Regions from separate parts of the Gossypium hirsutum genome. Here region 1 is linked to region 2. The links are chromatin contacts, called in public Hi-C maps. All regions are on one chromosome and are shown on one strand. Each heading gives the region's core, a stretch centred on a gene start, on an enhancer-like site or on the middle of the called end of the contact. The rest is flanking DNA. Distances are from core to core; before and after follow the strand shown.

Evidence for each region. Hi-C and Micro-C count contacts between places; a contact is called where the count stands out from the background.
Region 1: a contact with region 2 is called in a Hi-C map of leaf, with 2.5 times the contacts expected there. The contact joins the promoter of LOC107962337 here to the promoter of LOC107962338 in region 2. A contact is called at or near these places in 16 of 34 Hi-C or Micro-C datasets (anther, callus, fibers and 4 more).

The regions. Positions count from the first base shown.
Region 1 is chrA06:45,944,872-45,951,339 of Gossypium_hirsutum_v2.1, reverse strand. LOC107962337 (probable WRKY transcription factor 17) reads right to left here and starts at 4,922. Exons shown (of 4, transcript XM_041114704.1): 1 at 3,867-4,922; 2 at 3,228-3,353; 3 at 2,990-3,141; 4 at 2,775-2,987. The coding sequence starts at 4,591. The coding sequence ends at 2,962.
Region 2 is chrA06:45,746,741-45,752,907 of Gossypium_hirsutum_v2.1, reverse strand. It overlaps LOC107962338 (probable sarcosine oxidase), which reads right to left and starts at 1,788. Exons shown (of 1, transcript XM_016898681.2): 1 at 105-1,788. The coding sequence starts at 1,487. The coding sequence ends at 255. LOC107962339 (a long non-coding RNA gene) reads left to right here. Exons shown (of 2, transcript XR_005928685.1): 2 at 1-103.

The DNA of each region.
Region 1 (6,468 bases), core at 3,673-6,172, 200 kb before region 2:
AGTTAAATTAACCTACACACAAAGAAAAACAATCCAAATTTTATCCTAAATAAAACAATTTAAGCATACGATATTGATTAACTTAGCCTAATATAAATACAATACTATTTTAAGTACATGCTCTATTGTATACAATTGATATTTGTAACCCATTCCATATAACAAATATAAATAAAATTTTAATAAAATTTATCAACATCCTAGACTTACATTCATTTAGATGACATTTCTATTATAACATCAATTTATTCCTGCTCACTTGATATCACTTACAAGATAATTTAGTAGCAACAAACTTCGTTTCAAACAACCTTATGGCACACGTAATGAATTGTTCTAAATATCAATTTGGACAGTGTCATCATGTACAAACCGAGCTGCAAAAACATTCATTCTAGACATCATTTTATTGCCTTCAAAAGATCAATTCAATTTTTTTTCTAGTAATTCCATTCGTACAACATTAACGATATTAAATAAAAATATTTAACGGTCAATACCACATTTAAAAGTGTTTAAAAAATTGGACAACATTTTCGTCATAATAGTCGAATCAACATATTAATGTAACTATCATCGATTTTAACATTTTAAACTTCAAATAGCATTAACAAACCACCCATCCCAAATAAACCAACCTTACAAATATAGTAACCAAATTGCTTAAACATATATCAATTGGGCATTATTAATTCAATAAAACTGCCTACGGCTTGCTTAATTACCAACCGACAACAGCTTTCAAAACCAAATAGGATAGCATGATAATTCAACATTTGGCAGCATTATATACCATCAATTTCAAATTTAAAGAAATGATCAAGAAATTTCCAGCCGAATCTATTAGAAGAATGATCAACTTACCTAGCATGTAAACAAAAATTTCAAGAAAACCTACTCGGAGCGACACTCAATTTCATTAGCAAGATAAAACTCAATTTACATATTAGCGACACATTATAAATATCAAAGCCGAAGTTACACATTTTAATCACAGCATCACAATAAATTATAATTATAAACTCCTCTCAAATTGCCGCTTTAATATATCATAATTTCATTATTAAAATCGTTTAGTTTAGGGTAATTAATCCGCTTCAAATAATGTTTTAAGACAACATAAGAACTTACATTTTAATCACAATATAAAAGTACGACATCTTAATTTTAACTATGAAATCTTTTAATTGTAGCTTAGGATATTAATTTTTTTATTCAATTCCAATCGCAGAACATCTTAATTGTAGTTATGACAGCTTAGGACATTAATATTTAATCAATTCCAGCAGCAGGACATCTTAATTTCATAACAATAAGTCATATTCAGACAACATACATAGGGTTTGCATGTCACGGCAGCTCACTTAATAACTAACAATCATCAAGACTTTTCCCTCAATGTTCATCACACTTACCAGCATAAGAGTATAACCAATCAACCATTCAAGAAAGAAATGAATTAAACTCATAATCCAACAACAGCCATTTTAGACAACCATTTCTTCAAATTTCCAACATGTTTTACTAGCTTCTAACCAAAAATCAACAGCAGCTAATTGACAATTTGTTCATAAAATTCAGACAACTTAATTGAAGTCACCAACTAGTTTAATTCAACTTGGAAATTAACTAAATGAGTAAGTGTGTACAATTCAAGGGAAACTTACCACATTATCTTATTTCTTTTTATTAACCGAAATCCTAAGTGCAGCTCCAACAAATTTCAACCAAAGCAAGCACAATAGATCATTATAATAAATAGAAATTTCAAAGTTTGGAGTTAGGGATCTCACCAAAATATTTTTCCCACACTAGTTTATATTTCCCTTTTGCCGTTTGGTCCTTCCACCTTTTTGCTAGCAAGCTTCAGACTTCCACTTGAGCAACTTCATTCCTTCCTTTCCACCCCCATACAGTCGTATCTCCCTTTAGTACTTTCACACTAGTCGTATCTCCCATGGTAGAAAAAAAAAATATTTCCTTTGTTTTTTCTGTCCACCAGCTCCCCCACTTTCCATTATTTTTATTTATTATTTCTTTAAATTTTTAAACCGAATTATGATGAAAACACCTATTTACCGTCCATTATTATTTCTAAAGTGGTATAATTTCCACTTTAGTCCTTGTTTCATCTCTAATTAATAAAATTTCATAATAATCGAACTTTTACCTCTTTTATAATTTAATTCTTGTATCTTAACTAATCCTAAATTCAGCAAAATTACTAATCCAAAGTTCAATTCACTTGTATATAAATTAATAAATATTTAATAAAAAATATTTATGGGTTCGATTTTTAAAAAAAAAATCCTAAAATTGTATTTTTTGTTACACTAATTTGACACTTAATACAAGAATCTCTACCAAACTTTTACCTATTTTTCACTCCCATTCCTATAAATATTGGACATTTTCTTTAACAATTTTTATCTATACAACCACGCATCATCAATAAATCAAATATAATTTTAAAAAAGATAAACTACAATAGAGATTACCTAACTATAATTTAATCACCAATTATAAAAAACTATAAAATAATCACTTTATTATTTAATTATTCTAATGCAAATCAGAGAAAAAAATAAAAGATTGTTTTAACCTTTTTATAAATAAAAAAAATTAATAATTAAATCACCATTTTATGAACTTATAGAGTTTGACTTAAAAAGCATAGTTTCGCAACTACTAGGTAATTACCCTTTTAAAAAATAAAGAACATATATAATCTTCACTATCACAGAATCTCATTCGTTGCATCCACACACAGTGAAGAGAGAGAAAGAACTTTTACTTTAAGCATAATCTCTACGACTTTGTCAGTCTACTTTTTAATTTGGAATTACAATTAGTACAATACCAATATACATCCAATTGCCCCAGCCTACTTCAAAATATTACAAAACACCACTAAACTCTTTTTTTATGTATAAATTAGTTTAGATTGATATTTGCTTATTATCACGTTGACTCGAAGACCAGTCCATTCCTGCGGCAGGAGCCATATTCTCCTGCATTGCGGGTTGAGTGTGTCGGTGCTCCCCTTCGTACGTTACAATCAACATTGACGGATCATCAGGTGCTCGCTCCACGTGTTTCCTCGCGGGGCACCCTCTAACGCTACTGCACTTGTAATATCCTCTGAGAAAATAAGTCAAAACAAATTATCTACCGTTTGATCTAATGATATGAAGTTGCATATTGAAAAAGGAAAAGCAGCAGGATACCGCGGGAATGGGGAGCCCTTGATTGGCTTTTGCCCGTATTTTCTCCATGAATACTCGTCTGGTGGAATATCGGCGATCTTCGAACTTATGGCAGGAACCCTTATTACTTTCTTCACCCTATTTTTCCTGAAAATTATTCAATTAACCAATACACAAACCATAAGCAATAATTTGATTTAAATAATAAAGCGGAGTAGGATTCCCTATCATGCATGCACCACCAGTGCTATGGTCCCCCCCCTTCTTTTTTTTTATTTTATCTTTATTCAACCAAAAAGAAAAGTCAAACTTGAAAAGCATCTCATAAGACAAAATAGTTGTAATACCGAGGTTCAGAAATTTGATTGCCACTCCCAATTAAAATTACAGCTTTTGTCGTTATCACGCGCGCTCTATCATTTAATATGCCTAAACTGTTCAACAATCCCCCAGGCTTTGACCAATAATTCTACATGATATTGATTCCAGCTAAACTCGGCCGGTTTCAAAGCAACTCGACTCGAGTTAACTCATTAAGTTACTTTAAATTATTCGACTTTGAATTTTGCTTACGGTATCCCATAAAAGTCAAAAACCTAAACTGACGGTTAAAATATGCCATGAATTGGAGGATAAAACTAGGAAAACAATATTATATACCTTCGCTTTGAGCAATGGCACTTGCTATTGCCGGAGCCAGATATCTTGCCGGAAACGTTATCGGAGTGGTCATGTTCATGGCATCTCTTCTTGAACGGTGTCGACGATAGCGGTGGCTTTCCCGTCGAAACGGCCAGTGCCGGCGCCAAGAATAGAGATGATCCCTGCTTCCCGTTCGAGACGCTGCCATCTCTGGTGATGGCAGAAGACATAAACGAAGAGTTAGAGGAAACGCTAAGGCTTTCTTTTGTGAACTCCAACTCGGTACTTTTACCGTTGGAGCCAAACAAATTAGGTTTTGTAAAGTCCAGAGTCAAACTCTGCGGCTGCGATTGAACGAAGCTAGAAGGACTGATAACCGAAGTACCGACCAGCGCCGTATTTATGTTCGCCGGCGTTGAGATCGCAGCAGAAGTTAGAGTTAGATTGTTTTGAGAATTCGGAACAGACAGAGAAGCAGAGGATGATGTCGAGGGGGAAGATGAGGAAGAAAGGGGTTGAATCGGCCCGCGTCTGAACCGAGCGTGACCGGTTCTGTTGAGAAGTGAAATGACCTTTTTGAATTTAGAGACGGTGAGATCGGCGAGGTCGGTGCAGTCGACGTTTTTGGACTGGTGAGAAAGGAGACGGATCAGGTGTTCCATGCCCTTCAAGCCTTGCGATGCAACCTCTTGTACCGCCATCTGATCATCCATCTTCGGAAAACTCATCAGATCCACCGCCATTTTGAGGTTAAAGAAACAGAAACGAAGCTTTGCAGGGAAGGTAACTTGAGAGGTCAGCAAGTCATTGAAGCCTGCGAAAAAGGAGGGGATGAAGATGAAAGGCAAAGAGTTAGAGATATGGGAGCAACAAGGGTTGATTATAAAGGTTGAACGATGACCGGGTGACCGGGTAATAGATATGATGGGAATCCGTAGTGGAGTTTTAATCCAACGGCTAAGATTGATTTTAAGAATTTCATGGAGAAAGCATTGATAATTGTTAGATCTAAATTCTGTTCTCAGTCCCTGTACTGATTACACATTTTAAATTTAATCTCTAATTTTACTTTCTAATTTAATAATTAAAGTGCAATCTAAAAACTTTAATTAAACTGGCTTATATAGCATTTTTGTAAAGTAAAATTGATTCTATGGCCAATATAAAGCCTCCCAAAATCTATGGTTCATTATATATATTTAAATTCAAACACAAAACCTTATAATTTTAAATTTAATACGTAATCCAATTTAAAAATAATTTTTTTATAATGATTATCAATTCATTTTGAATTATTAATTTGGAGTAGATTTTTTAGATTAAAAGGAAAGAGACTGAAATTGAAATGTGGAAAGAGAAGAGAGAACAAGACCAAAATTAAACCTAATTGCTTTTGCATCGTATTGTTATTGTTTTTCTTGGAAGTTTTGGACCCAAGGCGAGAAGAAAATGATGTAAGATTTGGTTTTGGTCCAAAGGAGTAAATGAGGGATTTGAAATAACTTATCAACAACGTTGACGATGCCCATATAAAGTAGAAACTCTTACTATTACTAATCAAACCCAACAAGCATAGTTATGTTTAGGTTTCTTTTGTATTGGTTTTATTTCGAAGTTGGTACTTGAGTTTTTCCTCCTTAGGCATGGAGAAGAGGAGTCGTTATGTATCATACTTCATTTTGATTTTGCTTTCTTGAAATGCAAATATTTGTAGGCATGGATTGAGGTCTGATTGAACTCTTAGGGTGATGGGTGAAGTCAATTTTAGTTTTTATATTATCCTTTCACATTGAAACTCAAAAGGAATGGCAAAATTAAATCAATTTTCATATTAGACAAAACAAAACTTGAATGGATGATATCTAGAAACATTAGTGTTAGTTTTTTTTTTTAATTCATAGTGAAAATGTCTTAAGCCAATCAAATCTGTTGATAAAAAGTTGAAATTTTGAGATATTGAATGTTAATTTAAACAAATTTTACATTGAAAAGAATTTCAAAGATAGGCTCAAAGCTGACTAAAAGTCGGGAATCACGTGTAGTCCTTCCCTTTTTATTAATATAAAACAGTTGGCCAACTTTTTTATTTTTATTTTTTCTACAAAACCGGATGGTGCCGGTAATTCTTTTCTTAACCCTTCGATTATTCCACCGCGAATCTAACGGTTGTTTAGCTCATGACAGAGTTGACTACGTATTAATTCCTATTTTAAGAGCCCCGAGGGACTATTAAGGTAGCCACGTGGCATCACTTTTAATGAGTCATGAAATATTAGCCGGTACCCAGTGAAGAAAATGGACCGAGTCCCTCAATACTGTCTTTCACACTGCTTATCTCACTTCATTATTATTTTTTGTGAGGTTAAAAAAATAATAATAATAAAAGTATTCAATGAGATATATATTTGGATTAAAACAGAGAAATACAAATGATTATTAAAAGTAATTATATTAACTAGAATAATATATATTATAATTGTTTGCCAAAAAGAATATAATATTTTTAAACATAATTAAGATTATATTTATATAAAAAAATATATCATTTCTGAAAATTATCATCATCCCGATCTTATATTTCAGCATTGTTTCCTAATTGAAAATCATTGCATTTTGTAGC
Region 2 (6,167 bases), core at 539-3,038:
TTTATATATACATACCAATGGGTTAAAGCCCAAAACTTTTAAATTTAAATTAATGCAATAAAAATTCTTCTAATCTAAATAATTAGTGTCTATACTTAAATCACTTTTCAAGAGCAAATTTTTCTATCAACATGATAGAAGTTTTATTTATTTTTCTTGATGATTATTCATTCTAGAGCTAAAGAAAAAGAAGCAAAGATTAGTAGGGTGATGCTGATGGCAACTGAAAGAAAAACACATACAGAATCAAGTAATCACAATGTACTTTTTAATAACCCAACTTGATCTTCATATTCCTTAATGTTCCCTCTAGGATTCTCCTCAAATCTTGCTATCCTGAACTGTTTTAGCTCAACTCCCTTTGCCTTTCCTATAAGCGCTAAATCAGCCAATATCCTCCCTATCGCGGGTGACATCTTGAACCCATGACCTGAAAACCCACCTCCGATCACCACATCCTTCCCGAACTCCCCTCCCAAAAAATCGATCACGAAATCCTCATCAGGTGTCATCGAGTACACACACAATTGAGTTATGACTGGTTTGCTCGAATCGACTTTCCCTTTGAATCTTTGCTCAACCCATTGCTTTAATGAGTCGGGCACAAGTCCTGGTCCCCATGGCCTTTTGTCTGGGTTACATTGATAGCCTCCATGTACTGCTACTTTAATCAATCCCGGGTACTCCAGTGACGGTGTTCCATAAATGTATGGATGTCCGTAGCTAGCGAACGTCGGAAAATCATTTCCAATTGTATACTCGACCTCGTGTCCGTCCTTAATCCGCCAATAACATACATTGGTTTCCAATGGTTGGATAGGAAGTTCAATGCCGCACACCGTTTTAACCAAATTTCTCATCCAACCACCCACTGTCACCACACATTTTTTGCCCCAAAAAATTTCACCGTTACTTGCAGCTACCTTCAGTCCTCGGTCACCATCTTTGTTTATGCTAACCACTTTGATGTTGTCCTTAAGGCATGCACCATTCTTGAAAGCCAGCATTTGGAACATTGACACTGCCTTGGTGGGCTTGATGATGCCGCCAAGCTCGCACGACACACCAATCCAGTCCTCCGGTATATTGATCCGTCCCGAAAATCTTTCAGCGACTTCCCGGTGATCGAGGACTTGGTACCGGATGGCGTTCTTTCGACAAGTAGCGATCACAGAAAGGAGACTCTTGGTGTCGGATGGACCCATGTCGAACTGTTGGGCCTTGAAGTAAACCTTGAACCCGATTTCAGATTGAGCCTGCTCCCACAACCGATAGGACTCATCGACCAAGCCGAAGTAGTAGTCTTCAGGGTACGTTGCTCGTATGGTGCGTGACTCGCCGTGAGACGAACCTCGATGGTGGAGAAAGTCAAACTGCTCGAGGAGTAGCGTTTTTTGGCCTCTTTTGGCTAGTTGGTACGCCGTGGAGCTCCCCATGACGCCCGCCCCTACGACGATTACGTCAAATTCAAAGTCCGAATATCCCATATTCGTCGCACTGTTACAGTGACAGAAAGGGGGTTTAGCTATTCCTTTCAACTTGGCTTAGTTATTATTTCGCAGTGTGTGGCATATATAGTAGTACTAGCCAATAGCAGTAGGCATCTAAAATGATATTTTAATGTAAAAAAAGGCCCACATTTGGGAGGTAATTTCATTATTGCCATATGTTGTTTGTTTCTTCCTGATTTGACTAAAGATTAATCTAAATTCCGTAATACATACGAAAGTTGGTAAGCAATATATTTGGAACGTTTCATGTTCTAATTATGCTTCCAGTTCATGTATTTTTTCACATTTTAGATTCAGTCCTTTCTTTTTAATTCTATAAAATTCCTCAATTCCGTTCATTTAATAATTATAGTTTAATTAATAGAATCCTTAAAATATTTATATTAAAGTTGTTGTAAGCATTTTTGTTCGAGTTAAACTTGAATTAAGTTTGATTTGCACAATAAAAAAGATTCAAACTTTTGAATTTTATGATTATTTTTTACCCATGATTATTGTTATTAATAAAAAAAGATCTCGTGTTTTCTTAACAAAACCCAATGTTTTGAAATTAAATTTTCTTTATATTTTCTCAAATTTGTAAAATTGTTTTTGTTTAAAATTAATTATGACATAGAAAATTATGTGACATTTTAAAATTAATATGACGAAAGTAATGAAAAAAAGTCTGAATAATCTTACAACACCGTATTTGCTTATTTAACCACGTAATCATTTAAAAAAGAAAAAACAAATCACATAATTCAATTTTGAGTTAAGTCAATGCACTAAATATAACAGAAATACAACAACAATGAGCATAATTAATGCAATGGCATCAAAATCAAGTGCAAGGAAAAACATTATTCTTTTGCTGCACATTGATGGCCACCACAATTAAGGTTGAAATGAAGTCTTCTTAATGATGAAATAGGACTTTATTGAAAAAAAAAAGGGACTTTATCATTTAAAAAAAGAGTTGATAATGAGAATCTTGTGGAAAGCCAATCCCTTTGTCATATTAGGTAGCTTTATTTGTGCAACACCCTTCATTTTTGTCACCATCCATTTATCCCTTTCTTTTTTTTCTTTTTTTCTTTTTATGGTTAATTGATCTTTTGCTTTCTATGATGGCCCACTATAGTATTATTATTTGATTATAAGCTCAGTGTATTTATGCATGTATGCTGAGAAATTAATAACATGGTGTTTGTTTTAAGCAGGTTCCAAAAATGGAGGGTCTTGGTTTACCTAATGCAATCACAATTGAAATGATTTTGTTTATTCAGTAGGTTCTGCAATATACAGACTGGCATTGTAGCATCAATCTATCATAACGACAAATTGAATGTGGCATGGCTGACTCATCAATGACTAAACATTTGACCCACTAACAATCCTTTATACAACCCTTTTTTGTATGATAACTGGACACGTGTTACAATCCTAATCAAGTTTTCGTATGGGTGGTTCACGGCTGTAAGGAAACATGTATGAAAATCCATTTATATATTTATATAAACATCCATGATTTCATTTCATGGTTTGTTCCTAACTACTTGTTAAGACGTAACCACGATCATACTAGACAAACTTAGCATGCAATGCATTTCGACTGTATCTCTAATACTTAAAATTCCTTGACAACTCACTAAGTTCTTTTCTTAGAGATCCCTTATTACTCCTAAGCTAACTATTTACTTTACCTTTTTCTGCCAAAAGCATTGTTTGGGCGAATAGAACCACGTCAACCTATTCTCTTTAGAGACTTCGCCCAAGGGAGTACTCGCAAACTTTAACTCTTAGTCGAATCTAACATTTAGCCTTCTCAGGACCTATTCTGAAATTCTTGCAATATTCAAACATTAAAGCTTCACCGGGTGGGGTGTCACGGTTTTAAATAAAAGAGATCTTCCACCAGGCACTAGAGTTGGAAAGTTAGATTTCTGTAAGCATTGCATTTATGGAAAGCATACTCAAGTCAACTTTGATTTGGCAGTGCATAGGAAAAAAAGGACCCTTGACTACATTCATTCTGACTTATGGGGTTCGACTCTAGTCGTCTCTAATGAGGTAGCAAATATCTTCTTACTTTTATTGACGACCACTTGAAGCATAAGAATGAAGTCTTCGAGATCTTTAAATGTGGAATTCAATTCTAGAAAAGTAGATTGGGAGGTTCGTAAAACGGTAAAGAACGGATAATGGTCTCGAATTTTGTTCAGGTGAATTTAATGATTACTGCAAATGAAAAGGAATAGAAAGACATATCACAATTGTTACCTTGCAGCAGAATGGTGTTGCTAAAAGGATGAATAGAACTTTATTTGAGAAATCCTGATGTATGTTTTCAAATGCAAGTTTAGAAAATGAGTTTTAGGCTAAAGCAGTTAACCTGACAATTTATTATTGGAAAAATGAGTTTGGAAAACGTGGCGGAAAATAAGTTTAAGGGAAAAACCAAAGTTTTAATTTTTTTTCCAAAAATAAGAACGTGGTTGTGATATCTAAAGTAATAAACTCTTAATAAAAATTGTACCATTTTGATTCATCTATGATGAACGCTTCGATCGAGTAGTCTTCTCTGTTATCCTCAAGCTCATGTTTGCCAAGTGTGGGTTTGCTTTGAATCAAAAAATTTTCCACAAAATTACCAGTAGGGTAATTTTGTAATTTCTCTAAGCTTTACGGTTAATTTGTAAAATGGCCCATGAGTCTCTTTATATAGAGAGAGTTTAGAGAGTTGAAGTATAATTAAATTTAATCACTTTAATATTAGATTAATATAATACTTATCAAGATAAATATTAGATTTATTTTAATATTAAATATATTGAATTAATAGAATACTTATCTACAAGATAAATATTAAATTTAATTTAATATTATGATAATTAGTTTAATATTAAATTAATAAAATACTATTAAAATAAGTATTAAATTAAATTTAATATTAAAACTATTATTTTTGGAATAGTTAATATGAAATCAAATTATCTGGTAAAGTCCTAGTAGGAGTGTGATTCTTCCATTGATCAACTTACAAAGGACTACTTGTCGGCCACTCGAATGTCACCACCCCTACCACTGGTATCGTCGTGTCCAATGGTGCCATCACAAGTGCGATAGCCTGAGCTGGTTTGACTGTTTCCATTTTGGTCCGGCCTAGTGATGGATTGACTAGTCAGGTTTAGCCACTGGTTGGATTGTCGAGCTAGTTTCACATACCAGGCCTAGTTTAACCAGTTTTTGGGCCTTTATTTTGGGTTCTTGGACCCAATTTTCGATCTCATGTCCAATTTTCAGGTTTAATTACCCATTGGACCAGTCATTTGACTTGAAAATTGATTTCCCAAAATATCATATTTATTTTAATTAATTTTATTAATTTAATTTTACTTGATCAAAATTAATTTTTTCAAAAATCATTGAGATTTTCCAAATTAAAATTTCAAGAAAATTTTTTAATCAAATTCTCTAGTCAAACAATTCTCACGACCGCCTAATTTAATTCCAGATTGAATAAATCATCTCAATTAAGTTATTTCCAAAGTCATGGAATTTTCTTTTGATTCAAATGCATTTCGATCAAGCTTTTGTTGAGCTAGCGGAGGGACTAATCAGACATATACAATTAGACTCGAGTAATTGCAATTATGTCCAGAAATATTGTTTAGATAATTCACAATTCACTTAATCATAGAGCCAGTCCACAAAAAGTACCAAGATTGAGAACTCCCTACTGTATACTATTTACGAAAGCAATTCATCCAACTGCTTTGTCCAATGACCTCGTCATGTGTGCGTTACCCTCATATGATATTCTTGATTCATTTGAGTTAAATCCGTTCACTCAATACAATCTTATTTTATCTTATTGTCACCAATGTGTCTTTTTAATGATAAATATGATCACTGTCAACAAATAGTTGTGATAAATTGCTCATACAAGAAGAAGCAACTAGTGACCACATTCCATATTTATCAATCCACACAATAAAAATGAGAGAATATCGTTAACTCTTTAATCGAGCTATGAATTCCATTGTTGCTAGTAAAGCCATGCCATACACAAGTTATGTACCCAACATACTAGTTATGGGCTCGATCATGTTTAGAGCAAGGCCTCAACTTATATCAAAACACATGAGTTACATATGCATGACCAATGACTAACTCAGGATTTACGTAAATCACATCATGAATTTCACAAGTTAATAAATTCACAAACGGATTCAAAATTAATTCAACTTGGGTCCAGTCCAATGTATCATTCTTTCAATAAGCACATCTATGCCTCTACACGTGAAGTCAACAGCTCTGATAGCCAAGACTAATCATCTCCACAATTGGAATTGTAGACGACATAATAATCCTTCTAAGTATTTGAATCAAACTCTCACTTTGAATCTTTTACAAGATTATGGACTCATTTAGATTATCTACTAAATTAAGTTGTCTTTCTTGCAATGTAAACGTTCTTATAGTGCCACTTATCATCAGTTTGAACTTAGACAATCAATAAGCTAATATTTGATTGTCACAATGTAACACCCCTGACTCGTAACCGTCATCAGAACAGGGTTATAGAGCATTACCAGAGTTTACAGAACGATAGATAATTCATGTCATTTAGTATTCACATCTGAAAATAATCATCACTTCAGGAAAATAGAC